Linked DNA regions of Sus scrofa: region 1 is linked to region 2. Evidence: chromatin contacts called from public promoter capture Hi-C data. All regions are on one chromosome and are shown on one strand. Each heading gives the region's core, a stretch centred on a gene start, on an enhancer-like site or on the middle of the called end of the contact. The rest is flanking DNA. Distances are from core to core; before and after follow the strand shown.

The links. Promoter capture Hi-C pulls out the DNA fragments that hold promoters and counts their contacts.
Region 1: a contact with region 2 is called in a promoter capture Hi-C map of fetal liver, with 3 times the contacts expected there. The contact joins the promoter of PREP here to the promoter of BVES in region 2. A contact is called at or near these places in 3 of 5 promoter capture datasets (fetal liver, fetal skeletal muscle and liver), 6 of 47 Hi-C or Micro-C datasets (embryonic fibroblasts, fetal heart ventricle, heart right ventricle and 1 more) and 1 of 2 datasets of contacts at active chromatin or transcription factors (skeletal muscle).

The regions. Positions count from the first base shown.
Region 1 is chr1:71,632,945-71,639,057 of Sscrofa11.1, reverse strand. PREP (prolyl endopeptidase) reads left to right here and starts at 2,913. Exons shown (of 15, transcript NM_001004050.1): 1 at 2,913-3,149. The coding sequence starts at 3,105.
Region 2 is chr1:71,356,114-71,362,156 of Sscrofa11.1, reverse strand. It overlaps BVES (blood vessel epicardial substance), which reads left to right and starts at 1,902. Exons shown (of 8, transcript NM_001348416.1): 1 at 1,902-2,086; 2 at 5,920-6,043. The coding sequence starts at 5,931. LOC106508909 reads right to left here and starts at 2,745. Exons shown (of 6, transcript XM_021084573.1): 1 at 2,663-2,745; 2 at 2,385-2,568; 3 at 1,197-2,078. The coding sequence starts at 2,745. The coding sequence ends at 1,326.

The sequences.
Region 1 (6,113 bases), core at 1,664-4,163, 280 kb before region 2:
TCACATTTCATGATGCTTCACAGAGATTAGAGACACAGTAACATATATGAATTTTAATTAAATGTCACACTGAAAAAAGTAATATCAATCTTTGGGGGAAAGTAATCAGAAATGACTGCATTCCACCAATTAGTCAGGTTAGCTGGTTACCTGGAAACCAGTCAAATTAAAGGATGGATTATCCAGGCAAGCACCTGAAGCATCAGTCTTTAAGTGGTGCTAGCTAACAAGGTGGCACTCTTGTGTGACTAAGAAAAACAGGCTTCCCCTGAGCAGATGCAGCCCCTTGCTGGTGGACCTTTGTGAGGCTATTAAGACCCCCCTTACTCTGGGTGAATGCAGCCAGTGCTTGCGTGCACAGGGTGGCAAGTGGAGAGTGAAGTGGATTTCTGTCTGAACTCACCCCCTCGGCTAAGCATCCCTGTGCATTTACCAGAAATCCACTCTGGTTGGTTGGGGGTAGTATTTGAGAAGAACTTGCAGTGGGGTTGAGATAGCCAAGCATCAGTAAATGACCGCTAGCTGGCTCCTTGGGAGGGTGACTCTGGTTAACTAAGTAGGTTACAAAGTTTGAGGTCAGGCAATAGAGAAGGGGCTGCTGTCTTCCCTGGAGGTCACTTCTGTATCTCTGCTGGTCCCCATCCCCCAAAGGCCTTGTGTTGCAGGAATGGGTTGTTTTAGCTTAGAGCATGAGTTGTCAGTGTTAATTTTATAACTCCCCTGGAAATGGTGTGCAGTGGCAGAGGTCAAAGGGCACCCTGGCGCTTATTCTAGAGGTAGAATTCCATGTCTGAGATGGCCCAAATACTTGACTTCTCTTCATTTTCTAGGGTCAAGGTAGAGCTGACCCACCTTGCTAGCTGTGTGATAACGTCGGACAAGTTCCTTTAAAGCTGCTGAGATTCCTTTGCCTTATCTGCAAAATGGGCTTTGTTAAGGAGGATTAAAGCAGACAATGCATATCAAGTACATGGTAAACAAAGGTAGCAGACGATCAGTCTGGCCGGCGGGAGGGGAATGGGGCTGTGGTGTCCTCCTCTTGGAAGCACATCACTCCAGGTGCAGACTACCTATTGCTGGGCCACATACAAACCTTTGGCTTTCAGGGCCTAGAGGTACTGGGCACCAGGATAACTGCCTGGAAGGGAACAGAGGATGATCCCTGAGATGTGGCTTGTCCTTTGGAAATCATAATTCCTCTCATTTCTACCTTAGGTCCTGATAAAATGAAGTCCTAGGGAAGTTTCACCTACTAACAGGTGTGCTTTAGACCAGAGTCCTACCTATTTAGGAAGAAGGAGGGCATCAGAGTGACCTGGGTTGGAATCTTGAATATCGCCCCCCCCCCCTTGTGAAGTCCTGGGCTAAAGGCAGCCCCAGTTTTCCTCAACTGTAAAATCAGGATACTATTAGTTCTTATCTCATAAAGTTTAAATAAGGTAATTTCCTGGCATATTAGAAGCACTCAATAAACATTAACCATTACTGTTGTTGCTGTTGTTAGGGGATTTACTGGGCCAGGTATTCCTGGGTTACTCTTAAAACCCCCACAAGTTGCAGAAGCAATAGCAAGGCCTGGCAGCCCTTGGGCCAGGTGACAGGCAAGCAAGGCAAGGAGTGGTGACTGGGCTGCAGAATGCTAAGTCCCTGTGTTTTGTTTTTTTTACAAAGTGGGCATCAATAGTGTGAGCTCTCCCAGAACTGAGGATTCTCAAGTTGCTCAAGAAGGGTGGGTCTGGAAACAACTGTGAAACATGATTATCAAACACCCCAACCTGAACAAAAACACTGACCTACCGGTGAGGCACGGAACTGGGATGATAATAAAAAGGACAGAAGACACAAGGTCACAGTAATTACCTCGGCCACCTGGAATTCAGGACCTGAACGACTTTCTTGTCACACCCCTGCCCTCCTCCCAGGACTTTTAAGAAGCCAGGAGTACAAAACACATTGACACACACTCCAACTATGATAACTGGAGCCATAAAGCTTCTTTTCGATGGTCCAGAAAGCAAGACCAGAACTCCTATCACTAGGCCGACGATGAGTAAATCTAACTATTAAAATTTCATAGGTTTGAGGTCAAGCATCTAATACATGATAAAAGATGCTCAATCAACAAACGCAGGAAAGGGATAAAAGAACCAGTAGGATGAACAAAAGACCCAAGATGATTTCCAGTCTTCCCACCTCTGTCCCCTTTCAACTGGCAAACCTCAGATAAGGGCTCAACCGTCGTCCTACCCACGCCTCATCCCACCTCCACGGTGCGGATGCCCAACTACCCAGCGCCCTCCAGGGGTGCTCAGGAGAGGAGAGATGTGTTTCCTTCCTGGTCCTCATGATCCATTATTCCTTCCTTTCCAAGTCCAGAGCCACAGGCGGTGGAAACTAGGTCATCTCAAGCCCTCCGCTTTCAACGCGGGGGCGAGGCCCCTTCTCAGCCCGGGAATAGGAAGATGGGGGGATCGAGTAAGCAAACCCTGCTGTTCCTTCTGCTCAGGGAGGAGGGCGGGCAGCGAGCTTGGCTGCAGCTAAGCGGCAGCGGGGAGACTCGGAGGGGGCGGGGCGGGAGAGGGAGGGGGCGTGGTGGGCTCGCCGGCGTGACCGCACGTGTGGCGGGCGCTGTGGGCCGGGGGCGGCGTGTTGGGCGTGTCCCCGGCCGGCGTGTGGCCGGCGCCGTGACGGGGTGTCTGGTGCGGTGGCTCGGGCGTGGGTGCGACGCGCGCCAGGCGCAGTGGTCCGTGGGCCCGGGCGGCGCGGGCGCGGGCGCGGCCGGCGTTCCTGCAGAGGGAGCTGTGCGCCCGGCCTGGCGCACGCAAGGCGCCGCCCGCTCCCTCTTGCCGCCGCCGCAGCCTCTGGGCCCGCCCGCCGGGGAGGGGCTCCGGGCCTCGCCGACAGCTGCTTCCTGCTTCCCTCACGTCCTCGCCGCCGCGCCGCCGGTCCGGTCGTGCGAGGCCTGACCGAGAGCCGCCCGCTCGCTGCCGCCGCCACCGCCGCCTGCCCGGCCCCAGCGCATATCTCGCCCCACTGCCCGCCCGGCCCACTAGACATCGCTCCGGAGTCCGCGCCCCCCAGGCCACCCCCGCGCGCCCCCAGCCATGCTGTCCTTCCAGTACCCCGACGTGTACCGCGACGAGACCGCCGTGAGTACCCCAGCGGTGCGCGGCCCTCTCCCCACCACTCGCGGCCCCTCGCCCCCTACGCCCTCCCCTCCCCCTCGGCCTTTGTTTGCGAGACCCGGCGGGGGGCGCTGGGCTCCTCCCGAGCCGCGGGGGCCCTGGTGGCCGTCACCCTCCGTCTGCTGGCTGGCTGAGCCCGTGGTCAGCCCGCAGGGCCGCTTCCTGCAATCCGCGGGGTCAAGGGCAGACGCCCAGGTGGGAATGGGCGTCTTAAGGGAGCGGGAAGACAGAACGTGTCACTGCTTTTTAGCAGAGGAGGCTTTTGCTTCAATATGGTAGGGAGACAAAGTGTTTGTGCATGCAGATTATGTACAATCTTAAAACAAAAGCAAACTTTTTCAACTTACGAAATAAAAACACTTAGAGTTGAAGTTCATTCATTCGATTTTAAAACGTGTGTGGAGCGCTTACCCTGTCCCTGGCCAGGTGCTGGGCTGCGGGTGCTGGGAATGCAGGGCCCGGTAGTGCTGATCCAAGTGTTCCTAAACAGGAGCAGGAGTTAGTTGATGGGGGTGAGAGGAGGTCTTAGAAGGGAGAGAGGATGGCTTTTTTCAGGATGAAGTTTTGCCTATTGCGGGGGTTGCCCACCATTTACCTAAGCTGTCCGTGAGCTCAGGGTCACTGTTGAGATCCCCTGGGTGGAATTCTGGGCAAACACTTTTTTTGTGTGTAAAAATTAGTTTGGCATTTTAGGAACTGGAAAAAATTCAAATGTTGTTGGCCTGATTCTCTTAGGAAAAGGTAAATTCCTCGGATTACTTAAAATAGAATCCGAATAAAAAGATTTTTGCATAATATAGTTCTAATTTTTGTTTTTGTTTGTTTTTCTGCTTGCTTTGGCCCGATTTATGCCAGAAAGTCTGTACATTAAAGCGCATCTCATTTGGGGGTAAAGGGTACCGGGGCTTTAGAGTAAAGGACATATTGTTTTCAATTAAGACTTCCAAGTGGCACTGATGCATTCCTGCTTTCTTTGACCTGTGGCCATCTGGTAACCATGTTTTCTCAGTCTGTTCAGCTGCTTGCTTATTAAATTTACTCTATCAGCCCAAGAAGCTCTATCCCTGTGGTTGAAAGAGTTGTGGCCTTTGTGTAGGGGAGTAAAGTGATCCAGCCAGAATGAAAAAGAGGACAAACCAAATAAGAAGACCTGAACGCTAGTTCTGGTTTTGTCACTCACTCACTGGATGCCCTTTGGCAGATCACTTAGTTGTTGCTACAGGCCTTCCCTCCCTAATAGTATGAACTATTAGGGATGACTTGGCTAACCACAGAACTTACTTGCTTCTGTACTGAGAATATTATTCATTCATTAACATGATGGTCTAGCCCTGCAGTGCCAGATTTTAGTAATGGGAAGCCAGGCATTTCTCAGTTTGGTTCTTGAGAATCTTTTGAGTTTTCAGGAGAGGTAAAACTATAAAGAACTACCCATCATGTGGGTTGACAAGTGCCATTTTAGATTTGTTTTGTTTTTGACGGGGTGGGGTGGTGGTGGTTGTTGCTTAGTTTTTCCCTTTTGGGGTTACCAAAATTCTGTAGTTCATTTATCTATGTTTAACAGTTCTGGAAGGGCTAAGTGAAGATTTTATGAAGCCATCAAAAATATTGTGAATAAACTCAAAAGGCTGTACTGTGGATTTTAATACTCTCCAATTCCTTTTCATCAAAGAACTAATGATAAGCCTCATGGCCATGTAGTTCTGGTTCAGCTCAGTGCATCACACAATGTACTTATCCCAGCCCTGAGATCCTAAGTTGGATACCTTTTTCCTGTGACAGAGCCCTGATTTCTAAGCCCCGGGCTTGACTTAATGCATTTGCTCAAATTGTAGCCTTGATGTCTAGAATGGGTTGTTTCTCTCCAGCAGGTGCTAGAGATTGCTGTAGCTCTCTGTCTCTCTTGTTTACCTTCCAGCCACATAGGGGGCAGTCTCCTGCTGAACTGTGGGGTCGAAGCAGTTTTCAGTGGACTTCTGCTTTAGTGAGATTTTTGAAAACCATGCCTTTCCAGTGTAATCTGTTGCCCATCCCCCAAGAGTGTTACTGTCAGGGAAGTCAGGCCTGCTGCTGGGGTTAGAAGAGCAAGTAGGATGCTTAGAGAACACAGAAGAATGGGATTGATTGCCATCAGGAGGAGGAGACACTGAATGAATTGAACCTGGGAGTTGGCCAGTTGAATAAGGTAAAAAGTCCATTCTTGGCTGTGTGAGTTAAAATAAAGCCATAGTTATGTAGGTTGGACAGTTACGGAATTGCATTTGTTTTAGATAGCAGAAAAGCCGCTGTGACCAGAACATCTATGGGTGGATAAGCTTGGATGGGGGCTGGAAAGGAAAAAAAAGAAAAGAGAAAATGGGGCCACGTTTGATGGGTTCTGCCTGCTGTGTGTACAAGTCTGCGTTTTGTTCTAAAGGCCACAGGCAAGCTGTTGAACAATACAGGTAAACTTTTGTATAGTAACAGTGTCTTATCAGGACTCTACTTTTAAAGACTCTTGGGAAGATGAGGAATGGTTTGCAAACTTAAATCAGATGGGCAAATCAGATACTGCACAGCTTGTGTTCAGGGAATGTGGCTGTGAGACCACCCTATTTGTGGGGCATGGTCTTGTAAAAGAAAAATGTAGGGAGCAGGTGGGTGGGGGGCACTTGGTTCCTGGGATTGTCCTGGAGAAAATCACTTTCTTGTCCTGGTTAAAAATGTCTGCTCAGTAACTGACCTCAGCCTGCTCTAAATAATAATGCTGGTTCTGGGAAGATGGGGCTGTTTGCTCAGAGACAAACACCTTTCAGGAGGCAGTATGTGTAGGATGCACTGGGTTTCTGAGTTAGGGTCTGGCTGTGCACCTGCCAGTCCACAACTGGCCTTCTTTAGCAAGAGGTTAAGTCCATAGGCTTTGGGGTAGGCTCAGTATAAGTCACATCC
Region 2 (6,043 bases), core at 653-3,152:
CTGGCACAAAATACATCCTCTATCAAGGGGCAGTACACTTTTTTTCAGTAAAGACCCAGATTGTAAATATTTTAGGCCTTGCAAGTTCATATAGTTTCTGCCACAACTCCTCAATGCTGCCTTTTGGCACAAAAGCAGCCATAAATGAACGAGCGTGGGGCTGGGTTCCAGTTAAACTTTATGGACAGTGAATTTGAGTTTCATATCGTTTTCACATGTCATGAAATACTCTTCTTTTGGTGATTTGGACCATTAAAAAATGTAAAAACCATTTTAGCTCATGAGCTGTGCAAAAATCGGCAGTGGACTAGGCCTTTGAGCCAGAGTTTGCTAACCTCTGTTCTATATAATTAGCAGATGTTATTATGTCTCTAATATCTGTTTATAAATCAATTTTAATGGCTGCTTAGAACAAGATTGTTTGGATGTCCTATAATTTACTTAGTCCCCTATAGTTAGAATTTAGATTATTTCCAGTGTTTGTCATTATAAGCCATCCTCAAATATCCATGCAAAGATAGATTTATGCACATTTATTACTAAACCTTACTTAATATGTACGTAGTGGTAGCTATCAAAATGGCTGGCCAAGCAGCTAAAAAGAAAAAGACTCTGAAGAAGCAGCCTTGAAAATGAATCTTGGGCCGTTAGAGCAAATTTCAAATGTGAGAGACAGAGCTTTGTAAGTAGAATATATATTCACATACATAGAATTTACTATGTACCACACACCATTCTAAGCCTCTTATATATATCTAGCCATTTAGTCCTCAACACAAGAGGAAACAGACACAGAAAAGCCACGTAACTTCCCCAAGGTCACACAGTCAGTTGGTAGCAGAGGCAGGATTCAAACCTGGCCTGTGCAGCACTATCGCCCAGGTTCTTGAAGACGCTGCTTCTCCACTAGACAGACTTGGCGCGTGTGCACACCCAGGTACTCACTTTATAACGTACTTGTGGTCTTTAGGTCATGTTTGGCACGCAGGAAAAACCTCATCTTCTTATAATCAGCACAAATTCTATCCGTCCACGGGACACTTCTGGCTGGAAACTGAATGCCTAGCTAACCTTACTTACTCTTTTGTCCTCCAACTCCTCCCCTATACCAATTCTTCATTAATTCACCCAGCATTCCTCACCCAAAAGAACGATCCTCTATAAAAGTAATGATGGATTGGACCATACTTTCATACCTTGGTTTTCAATGCCAAACACACGTGCCAGATTCAGATGGAGCTTTGCCTACAGCTGAGGGCCAGGCGCCTCCACGAGAATGTAAATTTCGGATAAGTATCCTCCTTCTATGGAAATAAAACCGTGGCTCAGGTCGACGCGCCCTTCCAAGTGCCCCTGCAGCAGCAGGGCTGGCTTGCTCCCGCTCCTTGCCGGGTCCCCGGAGGCGCTGTCCCGCGTCCCTGTGGACCAAACGGCCAACCTTCGCTGCCATGCTCGGACGCCGATTGCGCACTCTCCCGGTTCTTCCGGCTTGTGCGGAGATGCTGGCGTTTGTCCCAGAAAGGAATTGTGCGAATGGGTCGTTTGATTTTGTGGGGAAAAGAAGGATCTAGTTCTTCTATTCCTGATTGCTCTCTCTGCGAGAACCCTGTTGCTCGAGTTATCCCCACGGAGATGAGCAACCAACGCCGCTGACCCCAAAACGCTCCTCGCCCCCCACTCATGCCCAAACAAGGACAGAACCGAGAAGTAGGGAGGAAACCAGGAAAGAAAGAAGCGGGTGTTTCAAATGTACCACGCTTGTGCAGACGCGGCGGCGACTTGGAAGAGCCGGGCGGGGAGTCCTGGCCAAGGCCGGGGACTCCGCCCGCCGGGGGGCGCCGGGGCGCCGGGCGCGTGCGCGGTGCGGCCCCAGCCCTGGCTGCGGTCTCCGCTATGCCTATTTTAGTCAAAGCCGCTGCCAGCGCTGGGACCCGGCATCCGCGCAGCAGCCTTCTGACCCGCGGATCCGCCGAGGCTTTCGCGTCTGGCGCCCGTCGAGCCGTCGCGTCCGTGTCCCTCGCGTCCCGCCGCTGACTCCCCAAACTTTGGCCAGCGCCGCCCAGGCTCTGCTCCAGGGACTAGCCAGGTAAGGAGCGGGAGGCGCAGCTGTCGGCGGCTCCCCCAGCGCGCCCGGCTGTTTGCAGCCCAGCTCTCCCCCGGCTAAATCGGGAACCGAAAGTTGGATCCCTGCTCGGTTGGGAGCAACTTTGCACTCCCGGGCAGCGGCTGCCTGTTTTCCAAGCCTCGGCCGCCGGGATCCCCGCCCTCGCCTTTCTAGCCGCGCCTTCCCGGGGTTCCCTGTCCTTGGAAGCCGCCCTTCACCCCGGTTTTGGGCTTCGCGCTCAGAGACCCTCAGGTGTCAGCTGCCGCCACTCGGGTCTGACAGCGCCAGCGTCCTCGGGCGCTCCGGCCTCATCGGGTGGCCATTCCCGCGCTCTGCTGCCCTCAAGCCGTGGATGAGCCTGGCCTTTCCTCTCCCGGCGAGGCTCCCGGGGCTCCCGGTCCGCGAACCTACTACGGCTCCTCCTCGCCCCCTGTAGGGCCGCTAGGCGCACGGTACCGCCCGCCCTGGCTTGGCGCAGGGAATGCGAAGTGGGTCAAGGCGCTCACTACCCACACCCCGGAGCCCGAGAGCTTCGGGTCAAGAAGAGCTGACACTGACCCTCTCTCATTAAGGAGCAAGGTGAACAGGGCGCCTGGGGAGCGCAGATAGCTGGAGAACCCGTGATCCACCCGCGCCTTCATTTTTGAGGCTTTAGGAAACCGGTTGCTGGCCGGACAAGTCCCAGAAACTGTTGGCTTTGAGGCAAGAATAAGTGTGAAAAGACTCTTAGCAACTTAATGCCTTTTGCCATTCCGAAGATATGCCAAGGTTCAGTTAGAATTGCAGAATGAATTGAGCGAGTCTACCAGCACCACTTTTGCTCACCGCTGTTACCTTTTTCAATTCTGTAGGTTGGTGAAGGGTTAATGTTAGTTCCGCCTTTATCTGTTCAGCCCTGCACACACCTATTTGAAAACCAGTAGATATACAGGACTTTACTAGAACAGGGACTTTAAGGAATTTGACTCCGGGAACTAATAGGAGAAAGAAAATTTGCCTTGATTTCGTCAAAATTAATCTGAACGTTTCTCAACTTACCTGTCTAACTTTTCCTTGTTAGATCAATTCGTTCTCAGCATAAAGGATAGTTCAGCTTAAGCCACATAATTCCTTTAAGTAGTGGTCAAAAGAAGCTGAAATCGGCAAGATCCGATCGATATTTATTGACAATAGGTTACTGGTGTTTCAAAATAGAGACACAGGTAAGTATACATAGGTAAATAATAGACTTTGTATGTTATAAACATACAAAAATGAATCATATATTATGTTAATTACTATGCAATATGTAATACATAGAGAAAATAAAATGAATATATGGACTATATATTTTTAATACATTGCGGTGCATCAAAATGTGTTGTAGGATTATCTCATCTTTTAAAGATTCATATTACTGTGTCCTTGGTTCTTGGGTTAGTAGATCATAGTTTTCCTGTCATTTCTCTTGACCAGAAATTAATTCTTTAGTGCCACTTGGAGAACTTTTAAAAGCTTGAAATTTAATTACAGTGGTTTAGTTGGCAGTAGGTGTAATAAGTGAATCTAAAGGGGAATATGTATTCATTAACTGACTATAGAAATATGAGTTAGAGCCACAGACTAGTAAAACTGGGAGGGCTTTCAAAGATAACATATCCAGTTGTCTCAATTCCGAGGAAAAAGGTGACCCAAGGAGCAGAAGTGACTTCCCCTGGCTTATGTGTCTCCCTGGGGCTTGTGGTATAGAACCTCACCCTCTCAACCTCAGGAAGGCTTGGTACTCTCTTGTCTTTACCACTGAGGTTTGGGGCGACCGAAAAGTAATTTCCAAAAGTGTTTGTCATTCTTTTGTAACTTCTTCCATATGGCTTTCACGTCTGCCTCTGGCATTCTCTGCAGAGTCTAGGCCTTGGATATACCTAGACGAATGTGACACTGTCCCTGCCCCATAAAGAACATAGGGTAATTAGAGGAACAAATGGGACAGTGGGAGTGAAAGCACCTTCTAAACTGCCTAGAAATGGTAATTATTATTAGCTTACATAATGCTAATGCATAAGCTAATGTTGACATCATGAGTATTGCAGGACATTTAATATCATTCTTCCTCCTGAAGAAATGATGAGATTGAGTCTGGCTTGGTTCTTGAAAACAAACTTTTTATAAATTGAGTTTTTGAAATAATGATGCCTCCCCATCCCAATAGGCTTATATTTTTATTGTCTCAAACATTTGGAAAGAAGGGGATTAAGAAGGGAATATAGCCAGTATTTTATTATAACTATAAATGATAGCCTTTAAAAATTGTAAATCACTAGATTGTGCACCTATAACTTATGTAATACACATCAAGTATACTGACGTGAAAAAAACACTTGGAAAGTAGTTGAACTTTTATGATTTCTTTCCTTTTTGTACCAAATCTATATCTAATTCAGCTATTTCTCGTATTTATGATCTGTTTTAGAATTATAGAAAGAGCTCTTTAATTGACTTGATCATTTCATTCATAATTTATAAATTTGGGTATGTATGTTTTTCCATTATCTTAAGAGATATGGAATTATTTCACATTAATCTGTTAACATCCTTTCAAAAAGCCCAACCCAATGCAATTTATTCTACCACCTAAAACCTTTAGTTTTTTTTTGTTTTGTTTTTTTTTGTTTTGTTTTTTTTTAGTAATAAAAAAAATGGAAAAGTAAGGCTTATGGCACACTCTTCTTTGGAAAGAAATTCATATTTCTAAATTCAATCTAAAGGTATTTTGGGTCCCTGTTTGGAATTCTTTCTCTGAAACAGAGCAATTCAAACATTCTGTAAAACTACATAATTTTTGACAGGGGCCAATTTGTATAATTAATAATAGGAAGAGTTTTTTTAAGTACCAGGAAACAAAGACAGATCATATAGTCAGGAAATAATGGCCCTTTGCATTAAGGCTTAGGTAGGCATGTGTAAAATGTATATTCTTTGAAATGTATTTGCTACAGATTCTAATACTAAGTAGGCAAATGTACATTCACGACTCCTCCTCCATGTAAGGAAATTTACTACTTTCCAATTTGTGAGATGCTACCAGTTAGAATTTTTATGGGAAAGAAAGTAGATTTTTATTTATTATTTTTAGATCTTTAGGCAGGTAGAGAAGGAGTAAATGTAAAGTCTCTCTCTACAGAGACTCTCTATAAATAAATAATGTATTTACCATGTGCATATGCGAGAACATGGAATGTATATATGTATTACATAGTGATTTAACAACAGCATAAAATTAGAACCTTCCAAATATCCTAAGCCTTCAAATAGTAAATAATAGGGTGTTAATTTTTTTTGAAAGTATGAAAAAAAATCTGTTTTTCTAGTTATTTTTCCTGTGTTTGGTTGGAGTCAGTGTCACCAGTGGGACTATGATGGAAAGCTATGATAAATAACTTTGTAATTGCTGTGGTTTATGAACATTGGTTTTTGTCTTTGAGACTAGTTAATTCCCTTATTCCTCTCTCCTCCAAGTATGTTTAGATACAAGTATATAAATATATGGAGATATATATCTATCTATAGACATATATCTATGTCAAGGAATAGTAGTACACTATGCTAAGTATTTTATATATTTCATTTAATCATAAAGTCAGTGAAGTATTATCATTAACTGATAAGGATATATTTAAAATGTGACAGAGCCGGGATTTGAACCTGGGCCTAATTCATAAACACCAGAGAAATCTATTCATTAACATTTAGGTCACAGAAATAATTTGGTGTAACACCCATTGGGGTGATAAAATACAGCTGTCATTTTTTTATCTTCCTTTTGTTTGTTTTTATAGGAATTTTCAAGATGAATTACACCGAGTCCAGCCCATTGGCAGAATCAACAGCCATAGGTTTCACACCTGAGTTAGGAAGTATCACACCTGTGCCTTCCAATGAGACCACCTGCGAAAACTGGCG